Regions from separate parts of the Xenopus laevis genome. Here region 2 is linked to region 1. The links are chromatin contacts, called in public Hi-C maps. All regions are on one chromosome and are shown on one strand. The core of a region is the stretch at or near the end of the contact, and the rest is flanking DNA. Distances in the headings are between cores, read along the strand shown. Region 1 holds the start of tyms.L (thymidylate synthetase L homeolog). Region 2 holds the start of thoc1.L (THO complex 1 protein L homeolog).

Region 1 (6,757 bases), core at 2,895-5,394:
ATCTCAAAATTCGAATTTGAATTAAAATTCAAATCGAGTTTGGATAACTCACAATTTGAATTTAAGAGTTTTGACCCAAAAAAAATTCGGAAAATTTGAATTTACTATTCAGCCCTTAATGAATCTCCCCCTAATTGTCTCTATCTCTGCTTATGCGACTATATTGTGCAAAACTATAAGTTGCATGCTGATGCCACTTTTCAGATTGATCTGACTAAATTGGAAAACTGTTCAGCAAAGTGGCAAATGAGGTTGGGTGTTGATAAATGCATGGTTTTGCACTCAACATAAATGCGAGTTATACACTGTTACATAGTTACATAGTTAAGTTCGATTGAAAGAAGACCAAAGTCCATTGAGTTCAACCCGTCCAAATGAAAACCAGCACCTACACTCACACAAACTATACATACCAATAGCTATACTAATTGGCTTGGATGATTTCTTGAACAAACATAATATCCAAGGATATTAGGATACTAAAATCTACACTCTTAAAGACATTAACAGAATCAGCCATCACAACATCACCCGGCAGTGCATTCCACAACCTCACTGTCCTGACTGTGAATAACCCCCTATGTTGCTTCAAATACAAGTTATTTCCCTCTAGTCTGAAGGGCTAGACTCTGGTACGGTGATCCTCTTTATGGGTAAAAAGGTCCCCTGCCATTTGTCTATAATGCCCTCTAATGTACTTGTAAAGTGTAATCATGTCCCCCCGCAAGCGCCTTTTTTTCTTATTTGTGAAAGATGTTTATTTTTTCTAGATAAGCTGTGTAACTGTAGGCAGTGTCACACAGTGTCACCTAAAGCAAATAAAGTTCTGTCTTGCATAAATGGGCATTAACTCAATGGATTAAAACATAATTTTGCCACTTTATAAGTCCCTGGTAAGGCCTCACCTGGAGTATGCAGTGCAGTTTTGGGATCTAGTCCTTAAAGGAGAATGTGCTGTCCCAGCTTGTTTTGTTGTGTATGTTTAATGCTTAGATGCTTACCCATTATTATGCTGCCATCTAGTGGCCAAAGCAATACGGCTGCCGGCAGGCTCTGAATTTCCTTGTTTGTAAAAACCTCCTCCTATTCCTTCCTGATGTGTGATGCCAGTTCCTCCCAGCATCCTTTTATGTTCCTGAGGTTAGGACAAGGAATATTATTTCTGACCTGCAGCACTTATACATCCACTGCTACATTTGTCCATGCAGCCCACATAAAGCAGCTTTGTGGATTCCAAGTGTGGTGAGTTCAGCTATCTGGCAAAGACTGCCCTCAGTGCTTGTAACAGCTCCACACAGGTCCAGCAGGGAGGTCTCACGGGGAAATGAGCCATTATCACAGCAATTAGAATCAGAATAGAGAACTAAACCACCTGTACCTAAAACCCCCTTAATTGCCTGGCATTGCCCCTCATCCCCTCTCCCTCCCTGCACTGTGTATTAGTGAAAAAAAATACCTTAAAAAAATCTGACCCTAAATTGCAGAGCAGCGCAGCGGAGCTGCAGGGCACCATCTTCTACCGCTTCATATTCTTTCGGAACTCAATGTTGACACAAAGCCTGCAGGAGCATGTTCAGTTGGGCCAATCAGGACTGGATTTGTGGAGTGGGCCTAGGGCGGCAGAATTTTAGGGGGCAGCATGCTGCCCAACCACACCCACATTGGTTCAGAAACACTGAGGATGCGCAGGAGATACAATCGTTTTTTTTAAATCTCCCATGCGCCGATCTCTATTGCTCCTGTCCCAATGATTAAAATTTGAGCAAATAAAAGGCAGGGCACAGGGTGACGAACAACAGCAGGCCTAGGGGTGCCCACTACCAGGCCCGGATTTGTGGAAAGGCCACCTAGGCCCGGGCCTAGGGCGGCAGGATTTTAGGGGGGCGGCATGCTGCCCAACCACACCCACATTTGTTCAAAAACACTGGGGATGCGCTGGAGATACCATAATTTAATACATTTCCCGTGTGCCAATCCCCATTGCTCCTGTCCCCCTAGAGGGGACAGGGGTGATGACCGGTAGTGGGCCTAGGGGCGCCCACTATGTAAATCCGGCCCTGCCCACTACGTAAATCCGGCCCTGGAAAGAATACAAAGTGGTGGAAAATGGCGCCCTCTAGCGCTGATGCGCTGCTCTGCATTTTAGAGTCAGATTTTTTTTTTAATAATGCACAGTGGGTGAGGGGGACAATGCCAGGCAGTTAGGAGGGAATTTTTTGGTACGGGGGGGGGGTTTAGTTCTCCTTTAAGAAGGCTATTAATGAGCGTAAGAGAGTGCAGAGACGTGCAACTAAACCGGTAAAGGGGATGGAAGACTGACATTACAAGGGGAGTTTGGGGTTTTCTCTGGAAAAAAAGACACTTGTGAGGAGACATAATTACTCTTTACAACTACATTACTACGTTATTAGGGTTGCGACCTTTTCTGGAAAAAATATACCAGCCTCCCTATATAACATTGGGATCAACCCTCATTTTTACAGGCCAGACAGCTAGCGGCCAGACAGCTAGCGGTGGATCTTTTTGAACTTGAATTATTTTCAACCCAACGTAGGTAACTAGGTAACTGCATACTTAAGACAGAATGCATGAATTGGAACAATAATGTGAGTGTGGTCTACACCATACTCGGTACCCTTTAGCGCCACTTTCATGAACTGTGACATTCACACCGATTGGCCTAATTATCTTACAATGTCCTAGGACACCTTTCCCACCCTGGCAGGCGTAGTTGTGAAAAAGATTAGGTCAGGCAGAGACTGTCCATTGCTTTTTTTCCTACTATAAACACAACCCTCATCCACTGAAAATGCAAGGAAAGTCACCCAAATGTTACTGCAACACTCAAAATTTACAGCATTTGGGGTGTTATTAGGGCAATTGAAGTAACCAGGCATGACCAGAGCGTGCATTCGATGGGATGTTGACCACTCTATGGTGGTCAAGATGGTGACCTCTAGTTGTTTTTATGCTTACAGGATTTATACTGTAGAAGATGAAGTTGACCATGTGGCCAGTGGCATAACCACATGTTGCTGGGCCCCACAGCAAATTAATTTTAGGGCTCTCAACATGTCTTTTTAGCAACATATGTTGAAATTGCTCCTGGGCCCCCCTGGAATGTGGAGTGTGTATATATATATATATATATATATATATATATATATATATATATATATATATAAAATACACAAAATCCATGAATATCTTGTAAATTATATCCTTATAAACGGTGAGAGTTCTGATGTCATCAGTTATAAACGGTGAATTCTGTTGTCATTTCTGTCACATGACTCACTGAAATTTGTGTATTATAATAAATAAAGTATCCCCAAAACAAAATATGAGGGTATTGGAAGTTAGCTCGGAGTTCCATGACCTGTATAAAAACACTCGGCCTTCGGACTCGAGTTTTTATATGGTCATGAAACTCCTTGGTAACTTATATCCTTATAATTTACAAGAGGGGGTACTTTATTCACTATATATATATTTATATATTTATTTATTGGTAAGTTCAAGGGAACCGTGGGAAACTGTGTGAAGGGGAACTAAATAAATCTCCTGCAGTGTCAATTAGCAGCTGGATAGGTACATAAATAGAATTATACACTATATAATACACAAAAGCCATGAATATCTTGTAAATTATATCCTTATAAACGGTGAGTTCTGATGTCATCAGTTATAAACGGTGAGTAGTGATGTCATTTCTGTCACATAACTCACTAAAACTTGTGTGTTATAATAAATAAAGTACCCCCAGTTGCAAAATATGAGGATATTAGAAGTTACCTCGGAGTTCCATGACCTGTATAAAAACACGCAGCCTTCGGCCTCGTGTTTTTATATGGTCATGAAACTCCTCGGTAACTTATAATATCCTTATATTTTACAAGAGGGGGTACTTTATTCACCATATATGTTTTTTTCCAATTCAAGGAAAGCAACAACAAAAAAGATTAAAACTCACTAAGTGAACTCCCTGTAAATACAGACTTTCATCTGGTTTGTTTTGCATGAATTTCAAAAAATGTGAAAATTAAAATTGAAAAAAATCTATATTTTTAATCTCGTTTTTTTGTGGCGATGTCTCAGGTCATGTGACATTCCCGCCCCTCTCGCAAAATCCCGCCAAAAAGTGGAAAGAGCAGAGGGACAGGAGACGGTAACAGCAGCACCGAACTACTAACATGCCAGTGATTTCCGAGTCCACCGCCGCCTCAAGCTGCCCGGAGCAGGTACGTACAGTGCGTACAGGAGTGAACTGCAGCGGGACACGGCCAGTGTTATGAGTTTGCTAGTGAGGCACGGAACTTATATGTAGCAGCAATGTTCCAGCGGGAGAGGAGGGCTTTGTGTGCTGCGCTTGTGCTAAACGAATGTCTCTGTTTAGGGAGCAGGGAAGGCGGAGAATCGGGACGAGTTGCAGTACTTGGATCAAATCAAATATATTCTAGAGCACGGGCACCGCAAGGAAGATCGCACCGGTACCGGGACCGTCTCTGTGTTCGGCATGCAAGCCCGCTACAGCCTGCGAGGTATGTCCTCCGGTGAAATAAACATTACCGGAATTATAAGGCAGAGGCATTGCGTTCCCTTATTTATTATTTGACTCGGTCACTATAGATTGTTATTGGATCCATTCTTCTTTCTCTGTCCTAATAGACCGCGCTGAGCTCTGATTGGGCAACCAAGCTCACTTCTCATTGGTGCGCGCCAGAATTCAATCCCGGGATAGGCTGTAGCTGGAGAGCTGTCACATTACTGTGAGGGGAGTGTTCGAAATCCGTCAAGTGACTGGGTCCCACGTACCCACACCCCTATATGTTCTACAGTCTGCACCCAGAATACTTAGCGCCCCAGCATAAATTTCCTTCTTTTCTTCTGGATCAAGGCTGGGCCCTCCTGTACCTGGGTCACTTGGTGTAAAGAAGACTTTTCTACTCAGACAGCTGCTGTACATTAGTCTCATTGTTCTGAGCAGCTTAGTAACTTGCTCCAAGTGAAATTCACTGCCTATATGGGATTGCATTCCGATATCACAAAGTGTCACACGTTGTAGACTGTTTATTGGGACGTGCAATAAAAGGCATTCTTACTGGTATGAGCAGGGCCACCATTAGAAATCACAGGGCTATACCACAAAATTTTTGGGGTTCCAGCCCCCAAGCCCCACAACATAGACATCAGCGCTAAGAAACGGTAAACCCTCCCTCATACAAGCTATAGAAAGCCCCCTAAAAGTTAAACAAAAAAAAATTGGCACCAGAGCACCCATAAATTGTTTTTAAAAATCATTGGTGGTCAGGGCCCCCGATGGATAAAAAAAAAAAAATGTTGGGCCCCCATAAAAGTATCTTTTGAAAAGAAAACAAAACAAAACATTGGCGTCAGGGGCCCCCTGACAAGTTAAAAAGAAACCAGGCCCCAGAGAATATTTTTTTAAAAAACATTGGTGGCAGGGGCCTATAGAGTATTAAAATAATACATTGGTGGCCAGGGGTTTAATAAAATAATATTCATGAAACAACGATGCAGGGGATACAGGTATATATGGCCCTGGCCTAGCCACTCGCCAGTAGTGGATTCAAGGAAAAAATTGCCAATACCTGTGCTTGCTTTCAAAAGGGGTGCTCCCACATTTATTCAAGGTGCTTCCAGACACTTTACAATTGATCAAACGTTTCGGGACCGCATGGCCCTTCCTCAGTGATACCCAACCATAGAGCATGTGCATATTTATAGACATTTAAACAGCGACCTCTTGTGGTGGTCGATACAAAATACTTTAAAATTATTTAAATAGTAGTGCAACAATGTTAAAAGCATAACAAAAGTATCAATATCAATTTCACAACCTGTTTAACAATGTGACTATCTTTATAAATATCATACAAATTGATTAAAATTACTAAAACCCTCCTTCAATCATGTGGACGTGAGTTATTATTCTCTATTTTACCAGTGGTAACATTAACAAATTATTAATCAACCTGAGTGATATGATCATGCTTACAAAAACACTATTTACACTTTACAATATCATAGTTTCAAAAATATACTGATGCTTGTTACTCACTGACTAAAGTACAATTAGCCTGGAAGATGCATATATCTCACTTCTTATTGTAGATGTTCCTTATTTTAAGGCTGTAAGGAAAATATAGACAAATTAATAATGGCACTGACAGATTAACACCACTAGCACCCTGTTATAGGCTTAAAGAAAACAGTTAAGACCCCAACTCTCGTTCAGCCCCTTGGGGGCTAGGGTCCCCAGCTTCCATATCCAAAAACATTCCCGCTGTAATAGTTTTTTCTCCGAATTAATATGTCTGGGGCTAACTTCTTCTAACACTTGCCACCTCAATTGCGAAACATTATGTCTATGGTCAATTATTTAAATAATTTTAAAGTATTTTGTATCGACCACCACAAGAGGTCGCTGTTTAAATGTCTATAAATATGCACATGCTCTATGGTTGGGTATCACTGAGGAAGGGCCATGCGGTCCCGAAACGTTTGATCAATTGTAAAGTGTCTGGAAGCACCTTGAATAAATGTGGGAGCACCCCTTTTGAAAGCAAGCACAGGTATTGGCAATTTTTTCCTTGAGTTTAATAAAATAACACACATTGGTGTCCAGTAGAACTGAATGCGTGGCTTCTGGACTTGTCTCCTTTCATTACTTCGGGTCTTTTCGCGGCTTCAGAACTTTGGCAGTTCGGGACTTTGGTGGTTCGGAGGTTTGGGA
Region 2 (6,757 bases), core at 2,827-5,326, 170 kb before region 1:
TTTTTTCTACAAACGTGAAGATCTTGTCACAATATGCCAGAGGCAGACAGTCAAGCACATCTCCCAGGAGCACAAATGGGGTGGTTGCAGTGCAAATACCTTATGAAACCATATATTGTTAGATACTGGGCAACATCCTCAAAACAAAAGAAAGTATATCAAAGAGAAAGAATACCAAATAAATAATTATTTTTTATTTCCCTTAATTCAGGTGCTAAATAGTTTACAATGTACACAACATTCCCTCTGCGTATCTATATTATAAAAAGGCAATCTTTGCAATATCTGCATCATTCTTATGCCCACAGGCAGAATTCTTAACGGGGAAACCACAAACCAAGGCAAGCCCAATGGATGGGAAAGGGGTGTGTAATGGAGAAGATAAACTGAATGAAATTTTCATCCATTCACCTCTGTGGTTTAATTATTTTCTTTATGAAATTTGATGGCAGATAAAGGTGAATAAAAATCTCACATAAAAGGTTGTATTTTTGGAGAGCCCACTCCATTTTGGTTGCACCCAGGTATAAACTATGTCTCTCTATTCAGATTTTTTTTTCTACTGAGGAAGAAGCTGCTGCTTTAGAATGTTGTGCACCCCATGCATACAGGCTCCCCATTGCAGCAATGATTATTCTTAGCTATCAACAAGGCAAGTTGTTATGACATATGCAAGAAATTACCAACTCAAAACATGGTAGTCAAAGCTTTGAGGCGACTGCTGTATGCAAAAAGTAGCAAAATACTGCTGTATGCATCTCACATCCGCAGAATTCTTTCTAAGAGACAATTCCTTTTGTTTCTTCTCTGTGATCAGTGTGCCATAAGCACATTTAAACAAAAATCTAATAGATATTCTAAAATCTTAAAGAAGATGTTGGGCACTATATATTTTATCATCCTAATATGTTACATTTCTCCTAGATCAAATACATACCATCTGTAACCCCATTTATGGCCAGTGAAATAATAGCAAGACAGTTGTTACACGACACTTGGTTTATCTGCAGACACAAATATAAAGGGAGGCAACGTAAGTTAACACAAACAAAACCTAAATATAACACTAACATGTTAAAAGGTCAATAACATTAAAAAAAAAACAAAAAAACGAAAGAGCTTTATATACCTATAAATACACTGTATGGTTACCCTATCCTAAACAAGTGTATTTCCTTTTGATGCTTTATTACAATTTATAAAACATCACTGTTGCAGAGAGTATTGTATTTGCACCTTATGAAAAGCCAAATATGGTCTATTAATATATACAAGTACTTATGTGGCGTTACTAGACCTTCAGATTACTATGTCAGGCCAGATTAAACACAGTGGGGCCCATTCATTAAGTTCGAGTGAAGGAATAGAAGAAAAAAAACTTCGAATTTCAAAGTGTTTTTTTGGCTACTTCGACCATCGAATGGGCTACTTCGACCTTCGACTCGAACGATTCGAACTAAAAATCATTCGACCATTCGATAGTCAAAGTACTGTCTCTTTAAGAAAAAACTTCGACCCCCTAGTTCGCCACCTAAAAGCTACCAAACTCAATGTTAGCCTATGGGGAAGGTCCCCATAGGCTTGCCTAACTTTTTTTGGTCAAAGGATAATCCTTCGATCGTTGTATTAAAATCCTTTGAATCGTTCCTTCGATCAAAGTATTTGCGCAAAATCTTTCGACTTCGATATTCGAAGTTGAAGGATTTTCATTCCCCAGTCGAATATCGAGGGTAAATTAACCCTCGATATATCTGCCCCAGTGTGTTAATGACAAAACCCCACGAGTCTTATTAAAAGTCAATTTTCACGTTTATGGAAATGCTCTACACAGATATATGAGTAAGTACTGCCAACAGTGATGAACCCAAATGTTCACACCTGCCATGAGTACTAAGATTTATTTTATTTATGATAGGAAATGGTTCTTGATTTTTTTGTAGCTGGGTTATGTATTCTCAGAGAAAAAAAAACAAAAAAAATAATATATATATAATTTTTTTTTTTAATATTTTAATACTTTTTCAAATTACCGGTGTGCTTTACAATATGCTGCATTTGCAGTGGATTGAAGGTCAAAAAAATACTACTTTTTATGGTATAGTTGACTTACAATTTCCTCCTCTAGAACAACTCTAAATACTTGATCGAGTGCCAGCTTCTTCTCATTTTCACTGAAAAACAAACATTAGTCCAAGTCAAATAAGGAAACACAAGGCCTAGTTCACAGGCTATTCTTTCATTTATAAATGTACCTTCCAGGCAGCTGGCTAAATATGTTCAGCAAAGGTTTGAGGTTCTTGCACCCTACTGCTTCTCTGGTGGCAGCCTAAGAAAAAAGGAAACTTAAAAATGAGCTGAAATGTATGTATTTATTGATCACAACTGTAACACTATGACATTAGCACATCAACTGGAGAAATGTTCACGAATAATGGGATGGTACAATCTATAAAGAAAAGAAAGCTTCAAATGGACCCTGTCATTGCATACTTTTTAATAATCCAATTTAATATTTATGTTCTGTCACCTTAGAACAGGGGTGCCCAGGACGTCGATCGCAGTCTACCAGTAGATCCCGGGTTTGTTCCTGGTAGACCGCGACCTGCCAGGAGTTAAAATGGCGCTTCCTGATGGTGACGGCATAAGTTGCAACATGAGACTCCTGGTGCGCCTCCTGTCTCCAGGCCGATACGAACTGTTCCACAAGCCCCGCAGTGCGGCATTGGAGAGGGAAAGGAGGAAGGCTGAGCTCTCCCTAATGAAAGGTAGGGACTGGCTATGCCTCCACCTCCTCCTACTACTGTTCATCCTTCTCCTGTGTCTCCCCACCTCATTGGAAACCTGATAGAATACTTATCTGACACCTTCTTCTCTTTCCCTGCATGGACCCTTAGAACTTGCGCCCCCTGCTGGTATTACCAGAATGCAACTGGGAATTCCCTAGTTCACCTGGCTGGGAACAGTAGCTTGTGCTCAACCTGCATTATGGTATCACTTCATAATGTCCTCCTAGAATTCTTACTGCATGATATCTTGGTTTCCTAATGTATAGAGTTTAGTGTACCTGAAACAAATACATTGTGTATGTATATGTATAAAGCCTTTTCATTGGTTTTGTTACATCTCCAAAGAAAAAATAAATAGTTGCGTCTAAAAATAAATAGTAGCATGTAAAGAAAAAGTTGCCCGCCCATAGAATTCAATGTATAAATAGTTGCGTGTAAAAAAAAAAAAAAGTCGTCGCCATCCTGCTATGAGTTAAGGTAGATCTCATGATGGCATCAGGTGGCAAGAGTAAGTCGCGAGGTGACAAAGTCTGGGCACCCCTGCCTTAGACAATAAGCCTGTACAATTGGAAATGTTTATTCACTGCCGAGCATACTCTACGGATGTGATTTTATATATATATATATATATATATATATATATATATATATAAAAATTGTCCTGTAAGTACCCACACTCTTCCTCCAATAATCGAGTGGGTGCTGTGATCAATTAGAATGTATAACCTTCAATACGGACCAGCACTCCAAAGTTATGTGAATCAAACAATTTTATTAAGACATCACTCTTGTATTCAAAGTTTTGGCCCTTATTGGGGTCTTTATCAAGGATGATGATCCTTGATAAAGGCCCCAGTGAGGGCCGAAACGTTGGTTACACGAGTGATGTCGTAATATAAATTTAAGGATATAGAGAGAGAGAGAGAGAGAGAGAGAGAGAGAGAGAAAGAAAGAGAGCTCTATCCTTGACTGAGTGTAAAGTGATATCGAATAAAATGCCACTTAATTGTTTCATTATAAATTGCTGCCAGATTAAGATTATTAGTATCTGTCTGTACAGCTGCGGCCAAATTACAACATTACACTAATGTAGATCAGGTAAAGCGCTGCAGGGCGCAGACTCCAGTCTCAGGAAAAAAGAGAGAGTGTGTGTACAGACAACAGAAACATACACAGCAGCCGTACACACATTTGTATAAGTATAAAATTACAGCTCACCGTGAATTTATTTTTTGCTTCAGTCGAGCAAAACGACAACGGCGACATATTGCTCCCTTTCTCACAACCACCGTCGATGTATGATGACGCCATAGCATCAAATCGTCTCCGCTCACGAGCTTCCGGTTGACGTTCGGAGCGCTCCTCTTGGTTTAGAATCCCGACTCTATGGTTGTGGCGGACTTATATGTAATGATCATTTTGAACGCAAAGTTCTGGTGACCTGAGAAAGGCGTGGCGATGTACTTTTTAACTTCAAAGCAGTGTCCCACACAGAACCGAATTTTGCCTCCCTAGTCCCGAACTTTGGCAACTAGACATTTGTATTTAAAAATCTATTGAAGCTGTTTGTCGACAGGGACGCCGGGCCCCTATAGCTGCTGGAGTCTCTTGTATTTCCCTAGTTGCCCTGTTTAGTTCAGGAAGTAACACAAAGCAGCGATATTTTGAGATTAAAACAATGACGAGAAGGTATGTTCTGTACAAGTTCTAGTCTTGTCACTCGTGTTAAAGTGATACACTGCCCCTACCTGTCGCTAAATACATGCACAATCTTATTGGCAAAGTGGATTTATGAGGGATTTATAAAAGTTGTCCAGGCTCATTTTCAGCTCCAATATGACTGTTTATTTAATTGTCCCTTGTTCTCCGATGAAATGTTATTAGTCAAACCCTTAGGCCTTAGAACATGCTATTACCTTAGTAGCCCCTGCTATTTACCATTTCAACATTAATATAAAAGTCATGCAGACAGAGCTATTTGTCTGGTACCATCTCTCCCTACTATACCTGCTATCCCACAGTCACACTCCCTTCCCAGAGACTATTATCCCACTGTTACTATAGGCACCATCTCTCCCTACTATACCTGCTATTCCACAGTCACAGTCCCTTCCCAGAGACTATTATCCCACTGTTACTATAGGCACCATCTCTCCCTACTATACCTGCTATTCCACAGTCACAGTCCCTTCCCAGAGACTATTATCCCACTGTTACTATAGGCACCATCTCTCCCTACTATACCTGCTATCCCACAGTCACACTCCCTTCCCAGAGACTATTATCCCACTGTTACTATAAGCATCATTTCTCCCTACTATACCTGCTATTCCACAGCCACAGTCCCTTCTTAGAGACTATTATCCCACTGTTACTATAGGCACCATCTCTCCCTACTATACCTGCTATCCTACAGCCACAGTCCCTTCCCAGAGACTATTATCCCACTGTTACTATAGGTACCATTTCTTCATACTATACCTGCTATCCCACAGCCACAGTCCCTTCCCAGAGACTATTATCCCACTGCTACTCTAGGCACCATCTCTCCCTACTATACCTGCTATACCACGGAACGGATTTTGTCAAGTTACTTAGAGTTACATTGTTTCAGGAGTCAGAACCAGCAGTTCAGAGAACAGAATGAGAATGAGGAATGCATGGTTTTTATTGGGAAGTTTCTTAAAGTAGGTGTTTCAGGAGTCAGAGCCAACGGTTCAGAGGACAGAAAGGGACAGACAGATGCTGACAGACAAAAGCAATGACATTTACACATGTCTATAAACCCAGTGAGAATGGGGAATGAATGGATATTGGGAAGTTGCTTAGTGTTATATTGTTTCAGGAGTTAGAACCAGCAGTTTAGAGAACTCATCTGCTAGCTAAATGTTACTATCCCTTTATGATAGGGATATCCTTTTGCCATTTCACCCTAGTCTTTTCTAAGGGTGCTGGGCTCTATGTGGCCAGTATAATTTACAGCCAGGACAGAGGTTTGTTCAATTCTTGTCTATGCCAATATACCTCAAGTGTTGTTTCCACTAAATCAGGGGTGTCCAAACTTTTTCCCACGAGGGCCAGATTTGGTGAGGTGAAAATGTGTGGGGGCCGACCATTCAGCCTGACATTCTTTGAGCCATTAACATCATTTAACTCATTTAAACAAGGAATCGTGTAGCCGTAGCAGTAATATTTGGGCACATTAGTGAAATGATCTGCCACTTGGTCTATACTGCTGCCTGTGTGCTGAAGGTGTTAGTATGTGCTATTGCCAACACCTTCAGCACACATGCAGCAGTATAGACCAAGTGGTAGATCATTTCACTAATTCCTGATTGCACTGCGCTGGTGGGCAGCATTATTATTAATTTCCAGACAGGCTGCGGGCCGGTGTAAATTTGAAAATGGGCTGCAATTGGCCCCCGGGGCGGACTTTAGACATGCCTGCACTAAGTTTATGGCCCTTGTGGGGAATTGTACAGAGAAGGCATGTAGTTTCTGCAGATATCGTAGTCTCTCTGGAGGAGGGTGGAACTTTCGTCGTAATACTTCATAGCTTTTGCATTCTCCACCAAAAGTAATTTCCCCCAGAGTTTTAATTCCCAACTGGGTCCATCTAGAAATATCTGGTACGGAATGAAAGTATGGGAGATGGTTATTGCCCCATAAGGCGGTTCAGGGAGACCAGGCGTTAGAGGAGCCCCAAACTAACTTCTGAGACTTGCAAAAGGCCTGTAGGATCTTTGTCAGGGTCGGACTGGGCCAGAGGCCTAGACCTGCTCCCTAGATCTGCTGGCCCTTAGAGAACAGGTGTTGTGCCGCGACATTCGTGCATATGCGCAGCATGACAAATTCGCACCTGTGTGGGCGGAGTTTGGAGGTCAGAAGGGGCCCCTGGTGACTGCCAGGAGGGCCCTTTGTATTGCAGCCCTTGTGGGCCCCCAATGCTCCAGTCAGACCCTGAACTTTGT

The links. A called contact is a pair of places that touch in the nucleus more often than the background predicts.
Region 2: a contact with region 1 is called in a Hi-C map of the XL177 cell line, with 5 times the contacts expected there. The contact joins the promoter of thoc1.L here to the promoter of tyms.L in region 1. A contact is called at or near these places in 2 of 4 Hi-C or Micro-C datasets (the XL177 cell line and the XTC cell line).

Annotation. Positions count from the first base shown.
Region 1 is chr6L:115,050,651-115,057,407 of Xenopus_laevis_v10.1, reverse strand. tyms.L (thymidylate synthetase L homeolog) reads left to right here and starts at 4,144. Exons shown (of 8, transcript NM_001103189.1): 1 at 4,144-4,241; 2 at 4,397-4,541. The coding sequence starts at 4,194.
Region 2 is chr6L:115,217,025-115,223,781 of Xenopus_laevis_v10.1, reverse strand. thoc1.L (THO complex 1 protein L homeolog) reads right to left here and starts at 4,076. Exons shown (of 21, transcript NM_001089021.1): 1 at 4,005-4,076; 2 at 2,253-2,326; 3 at 2,111-2,171; 4 at 938-1,004; 5 at 1-99. The coding sequence starts at 4,052.